3 separate regions of the Mus musculus genome follow, and all the other regions are linked to region 2. A link is a contact called in public HiChIP or PLAC-seq and promoter capture Hi-C data. All regions are on one chromosome and are shown on one strand. Each heading gives the region's core, a stretch centred on a gene start, on an enhancer-like site or on the middle of the called end of the contact. The rest is flanking DNA. Distances are from core to core; before and after follow the strand shown. Region 1 has its middle 26 kb from the start of Gm41510. Region 2 holds the start of Hmgn1 (high mobility group nucleosomal binding domain 1). Region 3 holds the start of B3galt5 (UDP-Gal:betaGlcNAc beta 1,3-galactosyltransferase, polypeptide 5).

The links. HiChIP or PLAC-seq counts read pairs in DNA pulled down with a chosen protein or histone mark. Capture Hi-C pulls out chosen DNA fragments and counts their contacts.
Region 1: an H3K4me3 HiChIP or PLAC-seq map of forebrain shows a contact between it and region 2, with 3 times the contacts expected there. The contact joins the enhancer-like site here to the promoter of Hmgn1 in region 2. A contact is called at or near these places in 4 of 39 promoter capture datasets (the 3T3-L1 cell line, embryonic stem cells, hippocampal neurons and 1 more), 5 of 484 Hi-C or Micro-C datasets (the G1E-ER4 cell line, embryonic stem cells and granulocyte-monocyte progenitors), 2 of 115 datasets of contacts at active chromatin or transcription factors (embryonic stem cells and forebrain) and 1 of 9 other capture datasets (embryonic stem cells).
Region 3: a contact with region 2 is called in a promoter capture Hi-C map of pancreatic islet. The contact joins the promoter of B3galt5 here to the promoter of Hmgn1 in region 2. A contact is called at or near these places in 1 of 484 Hi-C or Micro-C datasets (nephron progenitors), 1 of 115 datasets of contacts at active chromatin or transcription factors (embryonic stem cells) and 2 of 9 other capture datasets (liver and pancreatic islet).

What each region holds. Positions count from the first base shown.
Region 1 is chr16:96,324,408-96,327,587 of GRCm38.p6, forward strand. No RefSeq gene overlaps it. Among named protein-coding and RNA genes, the nearest start is that of Gm41510, 26 kb to the right of the region's middle. Within about 2 kb of position 1,919, at least 59 of the 459 cell types and tissues checked have an H3K27ac peak or open chromatin away from gene starts, as enhancers often do. A contact at or near this core is called in embryonic stem cells, forebrain and hippocampal neurons, where this site is marked.
Region 2 is chr16:96,125,835-96,129,265 of GRCm38.p6, forward strand. It overlaps Hmgn1 (high mobility group nucleosomal binding domain 1), which reads right to left and starts at 1,891. Exons shown (of 6, transcript NM_008251.3): 1 at 1,756-1,891; 2 at 1,598-1,627; 3 at 1,477-1,506; 4 at 1,319-1,369. The coding sequence starts at 1,770.
Region 3 is chr16:96,279,722-96,282,866 of GRCm38.p6, forward strand. B3galt5 (UDP-Gal:betaGlcNAc beta 1,3-galactosyltransferase, polypeptide 5) reads left to right here and starts at 1,311. Exons shown (of 3, transcript NM_033149.3): 1 at 1,311-1,357.

The DNA of each region.
Region 1 (3,180 bases), core at 669-3,168, 200 kb after region 2:
TGATTCCTTTCCTCACTGGCCAGACCTTTGTCACATGGTTCATCTAGAATCAAGCACTTTTGGGAGAGGTGTCTAGGCCCTCTGCATTGCTGTAACAGTATACCTGAGGCTGAGATATTTATAAAGAAAAGACTGTATTCTCATAAATGCTGAGAAGCCTCAGGTCAAGGCCCTCTCAGGCTTCCCTTACTTTGTCTTCTGAAGGCTTTGATTTGTTCCTGGCTAATCAATGACCGTTAGCCTGAGATGTCAGGCTCCACAGGACAGAAGTTGGGTCTGGGGTTATCTCTGACTACAGGAGCAGAAGCATCTTTTGGTGCTTTTCCTGGGACGTTCTGGAATGTTCCTTGTTCTCTGGGTTCTACTGACTCTGACCCACTCTGAGCCATTTTGCCGGACTTACATGGATTTCCTGTTCTACCTGATACCACTCTGCTGCTGTGGATCTGTTATGAGTCTAGAGAGACTTGGTTCCTGTAGACTGTAACTGTAAACCTTAACTAGTGTGTACAGAAAGCCTATAGCAAAAGTCGAACTTCATAGGGGAAGGGCAGAATCCCGTCTTTAAGAGGGCCCTGTTTTGGTATTCTGTGCAGCAGTGAACCAGTAGATGAGCTTTTCATTAGAGGGAGGGGCTCACTTAAGAGCCAGAAGTAGACCTGTGGCCTGTGGAGAGGGTAGCTGAGATCTCTGAAATAACCATAGGAACCAGGATGTTTGTGTTAGCCAGAAACACAGGAAACGATGGTTGCCAGAGCTTCCCTTCCCAACTACCAAGATGACTTAGGCAAGGTAAGTGGTTGTCATAAAGCAGGAGCGGATAGGGCATAGACAGGTTCTAATTTGTGGGGCAGATGTGTGTGGAAGCTTGGAGGGGTGGCAGTTAGAGCTGGCAGAAGCTGAACAAGGGGCAGTAGGACCAGTGGCTCCAGATCTCTATCTGTTGTGTATATTAAAAAAAATTGGGTGGGAATTATAATACAGTTGTATCACATCTCCCTTCCTTCTTAATTAAGAATATATTATATAATCAGTAATATGTTTTTTCCTAAAAACATAAAGTAAACCTGCTCAACCCATGTGATAGGATTTGCATGTCTGTTTCTAGTTGGTATTGGAGAACCAGTTGTGTGCTCTTCCTGAGGAAGGCTATTTCCCCCACTCTCAGCATTCTCTAGTTGCCTGTAGCTCTTTGTCTGGGATTGAGGCCTTGTGGGCTTTATTGCCTACAATATGAGGTATTAACTAGTCATGACTATGCTTTATTTGGGCACCTTAAGAACACAACCCAAGGTGTCCACAGGCACCTGGTTTGCACCTTCAGAGACGAATGTTCTTGAATTCAAGCTAAAAAAGAAAAGAGAGAGCAAAACAAACCGAACTACTTCCCACCCCTAGTCTAAATCATGCAATAGCTGGCCACAACTTTCCAGCATAGACAGCCCTGCCCACTCTGAGGACGATCTCTCATGGCACCTCTGGGCAAGCTCTGACCAGTACACAAGAAATGAGACATGTAAAGTTAGCTTGGGCCTGCATTGTCAGAGGTCAGGGTTTCACAGGTTTTCTTACCCCCAAGCCTAAATGAACCTCTCTGACCTCCTATGGCGAGCAGAGGTCATTTTCCCACATCACACTTCTCTTTTCTAGGGCGAGACAGACCCACGGGGCGTGGGAAAGGAGTTCACTGGAGGAATGGGCTCCTGCCACCTTAGCAGGAGCTTGAGGAGGCAGAGCTAACGGATCAGAGGTGAATTGGCAGCCTCCACACTGAAAAGCCATGTGCTTCAGCTGCAAGGGGAGCCAGGGCCTTGGAGGTGCAGGTGCAGGTTCATTGTGGCCGTGGAGCTGTGCGTGTGGCTGAGGCAGTGGGGAGGAAGCTGGGGCTGGAACCCATTGCCAGGTCTCTCTCTGGCTGCTGCTGTTGGTGGTGACCATGGCAACCTGCAGTGAGGGCAGTGCCTGCTCCACTTGTCCTTCCAACTTTGTGTGAGTTCCAGGTTTGCCAACAGTACTTTGGAATCATACAGAGAAAGGGATCACGGGGGAAATCGATCTGATTTGATCAAGTTGTCATCATGGAAACCACCCTAAGCGTTCCTCTGAGAAGGTGTGTAGGGTGTTAGCGATAGCCAAGCAGTCTTACACTCCCATTATCCTCTGAGCTAATGATCCCCACCCCCACCCCCCATGCTGGTGGCCAACCCCCCCTCTCCCTTTGCTGGCGTTTGCCAGCACCAATGAAATGACATATAAGGACTGCTAACAGGAACATGGCTTGCCTTAGCAAAGGATTGAAAATGATGCTTACATTCCGGGGTGGGGGTGGGGGGAGAAAGCAACAGAAATTGTGCACCAATGCAGGAATAACACTCCTGGCTGTGGAGCATGAATCAGCAGTTTTCATGATGTTTTGCTAATTTGAAAGCCTCCCTGGCCGTGCACAGAACAAGCAGAGAGCAGTTGAAGAAAAGCTCAAATCTCAGTTTCACTGGGACTCCTGTTCTTTCTTTGTAGCCTGTGAATATATTTCCATGGCCATGCACAAAAATTTAAAGTTTCTAAAAACTGAAGAAACAAGCCCAAAACAAAAAGACTCTGTTGTGCAATGATTTTGTTGTAGAGTGAGATACCCACTCTACAGCAATCCCCAGTACAGTAATAATTACACCTTCTGACAGTGACTTTAAGCTATCGTAGGGGTTCCCTCCTGCTGAGGCAGGTATGGAATGAGGCAAAACACTTGAGCAATGGGGTCTAGTGTTGTGTTCGGCCAGCAGACCACAACCTGGGTTTTAGCCTGGAAAGGCATTTTGGAAACCTGGAAGAGAAGAGGGGCTAGGTGGCGAGAGAAAGAAATGTAGCCAAGACAGTTATTCTGATCAAAGCTCAAATTTTACTGTTACGGCACTCAGTTATGAAGGAAGGGGGAGGGGACCCGATTCCTGCCGAATAATCCAGTAGAAAGGTGCACGTGTGTGGCTCAGCAGGTTTTAGCAGTGGGCGTGGCAGAACGAATGAGCAGGAAGCTCCACCCCTGAGCAAGCAGGTTTCAGGCTGGGGGAGGGGAGACTACAGTCTAGAACCAGAGAAGTGGGTGCTGCTGAGAGGAGATGCATACACAGGGTCTGTTGGTCGGCTGGAAGCTTTGTCTAGAACCGGACTGGGAGATACTAGGTT
Region 2 (3,431 bases), core at 641-3,140:
ACATGAAAGCCCACCTTCCCAAATATGTATACATAAGATACCTGTAAGCTATATGTATGATTAAGCCTTTGAAATGTTTACTTCTAAAGAGTGACCCAAGTGTATACTACTAGTTAGGTAATTAAAGAAACTAGGCATAAAAGTTTAGCGGAAATATAAAAATGAAGCCCTTCTCCCAAGTTTTTCTTTGGGAAAGCCAAAGGAAATCTGTTTCTTAAGCATGGTGGCCAGGTGTCAGGATGCATGCATGTCACCCCATTAGGTAAGAGGGACTGGAAGGCAGGCAAAAGGAAAGACAAAACACTTACCAACTCATTGCCCAAAAGAAGAAAATGGTTAATTGCTGCAGCAAACCTACTTAAGTCAAGCCTAAACTGCTCTTATCTTAAACTTTATAAGCAGCTCAAAATATAAACAAAAACATTAGAGGGAAATAGGTACGAATGCCCAAGTTTATACATACAGAAGAGACGGGGGACAGAAATATACAGACACTCCTTAGACCCTCAGGCAGTCTTCATGTCAGGATTGCTGCCCTGCTCTAGCCCAAGAAAGTCTAGTCCACATTACCACCATTCCTTGAAGCTGTATTTGAAAAGATCACAAACTATGACTTGAGAGATAGACGGTTCCCTGGCTAAGTTAAGTACTCAGCTGCTCTCCCAGAGGATCCAGGTTCAATTCCCAGCACTCACTTGGCAGCTCCAAACTATTAACTCTAAGTCCTCTTTTGGCCTCCAAAATGCACCTACCCACACACACAGGCAAAATACACACAAACATTTAAGGTAAAACGCCAACTAACTATGGGGAAAACAGTTCCTCCATTTTTACTCTGCTCCATAAAACGTCCTGGGCGGGGAAACTTTACTTTTAAACAACGTGCATACTTATGCGTCTGTGCATGCTCGGGCTGTGTCTGCAGAAGCCAGAAGAGGTTATCAGATCCTCTTATCCCTTGGAGCTGTCACTCAAGAGACTCAGGTCCCTCTGTAAGAGCATTGTGCATTCTTAACCAGTGAGTCATCTTCGGCTCATACAGGCTCTTGAGTTTTTGTGTTTTGCATGTACGTATGTGCACCGTGTACCTGCTGCTGGGAATCAGAAAAGGGCACGGATCCTCTGGGAACTGGAGGGACGGATGTTTCTGAGCTGTCCTGTGGGTGCTGGGAACTGAACTCAGGTCGTCTGCAAAGGCCATGTCGCTGCGGATGAGCGAACGGACTACATGCCGCCCCCACCCACCTTCCAGAAACCTCCCCAACACTTAGAACAACCTCAACTAAGCGGCCTGCCTGGACACCTTTTCGAAACCTACCTTTCCCGCGGCCTTTTTCGGCTTCGCGTCCACCTTGGCAGGGGCGGGCTTCTGGCAAGAGATAAATTAATAAAAGAAGGGGGTGTGAGGCGCTGAGCGGGCGAGCTGGGCCCGGCCCGCTCGCTCCCGTCCCGGCCCGGACCGAGCGCGGTACTTACGGCCGACAGCCTCGCGGAGCGGCGCTTGGGCTGCGGAGAGAAAGACGGGGTGAGCAGCGCATGTGAGCGGCACCCCACCGCCCGCCCCGATCCGCCCGGCCCACCCGAGGCCCGCACTCACCTCCGCCTTGGCGGCTCCATCCGCGCTAACCTGCAGGAGAAAGCACAGCGGAGAACAATGCGGCCGCGTGACGTCACGCCCAGCCGCCCGCACCCCGCGAAGATTCCAGAGCCCCTCAGACCCGAACCCTGCGGGCGCCGCGGCCCCGCCGCACTCACCTTCCTCTTGGGCATCGTGGCGGCGCGGGGTGGGAGACGCGTGCGTCGTCGGATCTGTCACCGAGGAGCCGCACTGCCAAGCCGCCGCCGCCACCACCACACGAACTGCTGCGACCCGTCGCGGGGGCGGTGGGAGAACCGGATGGAACCGGATTGGAGCCCGCCCCCTCTCCCCCCGCGCCTCCCCGCCAGCCGGGCCGCCCCCAGCCTCCATTGGCTGTCTAGGCCCACCGCGCGCGCCAGCGCCCCAGCCCTTGCTCCCGAATAGGCACGGCGAGCTGTCACTCCGCCGCATCGCCCCGCCCCCTGGCCCCCCACCCCTGCGGGCGCGACCCCGGCCGAGGGGCGGGCCGGAGTCGCCCGACCCCGCTAGGTAGTTTGTTTGAAGCCGACAGCAAAAGTGCGGCCTGCGCGCTGATAAGTGGGGGCGTGTCACGTGGCCTCAGCATCGCTTTCCCACAATGCTCCGGACCCCAGGCGCCCGCCCGCGGAGTCCACCCGCGGACCCCTCGGGTTCAGCAGTGCCTAGGCGTGATTTGCCATTCGCCCGGGAGGGCACAGGCGCAGCCAGCAGTGCGCAGGCGCGCGCGGGCCGGTCGCGCAGACTCAGGCTGTCCTACGCGCCTTTACTAGCCTATTTTTAGGTAACTATGTCTGTTTTAGGTCTTGCAGCTGTCTCGGGCTCTTGCCCTCCCCACTGCATGGACCCCTCCGTCCTGTGTTCAACTGTGTGCAGGAATCACATCGGCCCTTTACAGACCCAGTCCTTCGCGCAGCGGCGTCGGGTCTAGCTCCGACTTCCAGATTGCACCTTTTGTTTATGGAAGGCAGTTAATATTGAGTATACCTCAAGAATGCAGATAGCGGGCTGGGTACAAGAGTCCCACCCGCAGCCGTATTACTGCTGCTCAATTGTAAGAATTATCATATATGTCTTTGCCTACCATAAAACTTGTATTTAGGACAGGGAATTCGAATCTTTATCTCTTGCACCGTTTAAGATTTTTACACAAACGTTTTAATCCCCCTACCCAGTAAACCCTTGTTTCCCCAAAGGCCCACTGCTGTGTTCCTGGGATTAGATGGCTTGCAGCAGTGACTCTTTGTCGTTTGAGCCGCGACCCCGTTCCCTTCATCTGTGGTCCCATCTTTTCATGCATGCCAGACTGAATTAAGACTGTGAGGTCCTACCCCAACTAGTGGGGGAAAGACATTGACACCACTGGAGTTAAAACCAAATGCACTTCCTGTCCTTTGGTGTTTTAATCTCCTGATTTTACCCTCTTAAAAATAAAGTTTGCCCTTCCGGGAAGCCCACCAGAGATGACCACTCAGACACAGTTTATAGCCAATTGGAAGTCTTTCTTTCCCAGGATAGCCAGGGCCACATAGAGAAAATGTCTCAAATGACAAAGTCTATTCCAGCGGCTATTCTCAGGTATTCAGGGTTTAAGTGTAGCCTGGAGCATTTAGACCAAGGGGCTTTTAGAAGCAAAAGTTATATCCTGTTGTCTCCCTCTGTAGCTGCAGGGGAGGTTTGCAGAAGCAAGCAGTTAAAGAGCAGCTAAGGTAAGTTAGCTGGGGGCGTCTTGGCCTCTGGTCCTGGAATAGAGTTGGGCAGTTTTCTACAGGATTCTCCATCAAGGAGATCAAATTCTAGTTAAACCTGACATGGC
Region 3 (3,145 bases), core at 61-2,560, 150 kb after region 2:
GGAGAGGCAGATGTGGAGGGTAGTGGCCTTAGCCCTGAACCTGGAAGGAAGATTCAGCCCCCAGGCTGCAGGGGCCTCTGTACATCTTAGTTCTGCTTCTACATCAGTCCCTGGTTACCCTAGGAGACTGAGCTTCTTCATGAAGCCCTGCACAGAGTAGCAGCGTGGGAGTTTAATAATCACGGGTGTTGGCAGTGTATCACTTAAAGCCTTTCCTCTCCCGCAGTCCCCACAATCCATAGACCCTGCCCACCTTCTCTGAAAGGAGTCTATATCATTAGGGCCACGGATTCCAGTCGTTCTAATGTTTGCTCCACATTCCTAGCCCAGGAACGCATTTTTGTAAAAACAACAGCGTGCTAAACTGTAGGCAAACGAGAACCTTCATTGTTCTGAGAACATGGAAGACACGACCTTAAGGAAAATAAGCGACCTTCGCTTGCTTGGGATGAGAGCTGTGCATCTTCGGAGCTTCTCAAAGATTGTACTGTGCAGCTAGGGCTGAGGACCACTGAATTACAGCAGTATTCAACTGGTAAAAAACTGTGCAGTCTTGCACATATGGGCGCATAAATATATGGACATGTTTCAGGCCAGAGAAAGGTCTGGTGTCTTCTGCTATTCCAGCTAGTCTCTTTCCCTCGGTTCTACCAACGCATCCTTTCCCACTTGGTCTGTGTCAGAGAGCGGTACCCAGCACCAGCCTCTTAACTTTCCTGTGCCTCAATTTCCAAACCTGCAACACGGGAAAATGAATTGTACCCTTGTCACTGCCCAAGTAAATAGGATGCAGGCACATTCCCATGAGGTTCTTTGACCTTGCACAAACCTTTCTTATGAGAATTCTCGCCCTGCCTCACCCCCACCCCTGGAGCGTCGTGGTCTTTCGGTGGTCACTGGGTGTGGGAAATGCAGGACCCTGCGGTTTGGCCTGCACCGCCAGTAAATTCAAAGTTAACTTCAAGACTGTCCCCTGGGAGGGCTAGAGCGCACAGCCCGCAGCGGCCCTAGAGGAGCTGAGGATCTGCGCAAATGCTGGTGCCAGGGAAGATGCTCTGGCCAGCGCACTCGGGAGGCGGGACCTTGGCAGCCGGTTCCTGCTGCTTCTCCATAACGCAGCAGCTCGCTGCTCTGTGGTCCAGGGACCCAGGCTCTGACTAACCGGCCGCTGCTGCGCTGCGGGACTCAAGTGCACCTCCTCCCGCCGCCGCGCACCTATCACAGTCCCTAAGCGCATTGCCGCGCGCTCCTCCCACTTGCAAATGCCAGTCCAGCTTGCGGCTGCCCTGGCCTGGACAGAGCCTTCGGGCCGCCTGCGTCCCCTGCCCTGTCCCTTCTCAGCTCCAGCAGGACGACGGTAAGGAATTGCTGCGGGAGGCGGGGGCGCGGGGCGCAGGCACTAGAAACAGCAGGGCAGGCTGGCATCCATGTGTTCTTCCTGTAAAATTAAGGCAGAGATATCACGGAGCTTGATGAGAGCTTGGATTCACTGACAGAGACTTGTATATATACCACACCGAAGGAAGTTGTGCTTCTGGGTGGGTAGCAGCGCACATATAAATGAGGGTTACACATCGATGGACACAGCACAGGATTCAAAAGAATAGCTCGAGCTAGAGAAAATAACATCAATCAAGTCAAATTCTAAAGCCAACTCCGAAGCATCCTGCTGCAGCAGCTCCTGCAGTGTGTGGGCCCAGGGCTGAGAACAAGAAAGAAAAAAGCCTTCTTCTCAGCCAGGGGTGACAGTCAGGGATGACAGCCAGGGGCTGACTTCCTGGGGTGTTCTTCTGTTCATGGGAGTGCCTTGGGCTTGATAATCAACATTTTCTTTGGTGGTGAGTTGTGGGTAGGGGTTAGATGCACTATGATATGTGTGTGTGTGTGTGTGTGTGTGTGTGTGTGTGTGTGTAGGTTTTAATGCGCTGGGGTCTGGGGAAAGGTTTTGCTCCAGTCAGTGTTGGGCTTTTATCCATTTTATAAATGTAGGAAATTCTTAGTTCATGGCTGAGTTATATGCATGTTTATTAAGCTCATTTGTGTATAATGAAAATTTTCAGTTAAATTATAGCTTTGGGCAAGGAATATAGCTTTAGTGATACAGTTGCCTCTGGACATGTGGGAGGCCCCAGCTCAATCTTCAGAACTGAACAAAACAAAACAAAACTGTCTGTGTTTAATTTGTCCGTCAGCCATCCATCCAGTCTTGTATATGCTCCGTCTAACTGTTCCATCTCTTCAGTGTCTTTTCTTTAAAACAAACCAACCAACCCACCCAGTTTGAGTAATGTGAGCATTTGGCTTCAAAGAGATCATGTCAGGATTGACTGTTTTCTGTCACCTTCGGTTTTTGTCTAATTAAAAACTAAAGTCTGATTTTTGAGGGAGAAGCTCAGGACAAGGTTGATGACACTGAGAAGTGACCCTGAGGAGCAGGTCCTACAAAGGAAGGACCAAAGGGGTCCTTCCCCCCGCCCAGCTTGACCCAGACAGTTGTTCCTTTCTGAATGTCCCTCTGAACAGATGGCCCTTTCTTGTTGGTTTTGGGCAGGCGCTCTGAATAAACCTGGGCATCTCTGAGTCATGAGATGGGTGAGATGTCCCAGCATGATGGTAAGTCTCCTTTCAGCAGGGTCTCCTTCCGTTTCACTCTCTGGTCTCAGGAGGTAGGCAGGGCAGGTTCAGAGGATCCTAGAAGGGCCTCCAGAGAGCAGTCTCTGTTTCTCTGGGCTTGGTCTTGGCCTTTGGTTCTGAGCTCAGAAACTTGCCATCCGTTTGGTGTGCTGTTTAACTGGGCCTCTGATCCCATTTCTCCTGGGTTTTCTGTCAGGACTAGATCCTGGTCCAGAACATTCACCCACAGTTCCAGTGTCCTGGAGCAGCCGCTTGCTGCAGGGCATCCTCTGTCCCTAGATGAGTCAGTTAAGATGTGACCCTTGCTTGGTCCTGACAGAACAAACATGTCTTCTCACCTGACTATGAATATCAGCCGTCAGGAGTTCACTGCATTGGCTCCACCCTGGGTTGGGTGAGCTGAGTGTGGGCTTGCGTGCGTGCGTGTGTGTTCACGCTGGGGTGGGGTTGTAGGAGAGGAAGGTAGAGGTGAGAGTTGAGGAGTGGCCTCCGGTACACGCAGTTGACTTTT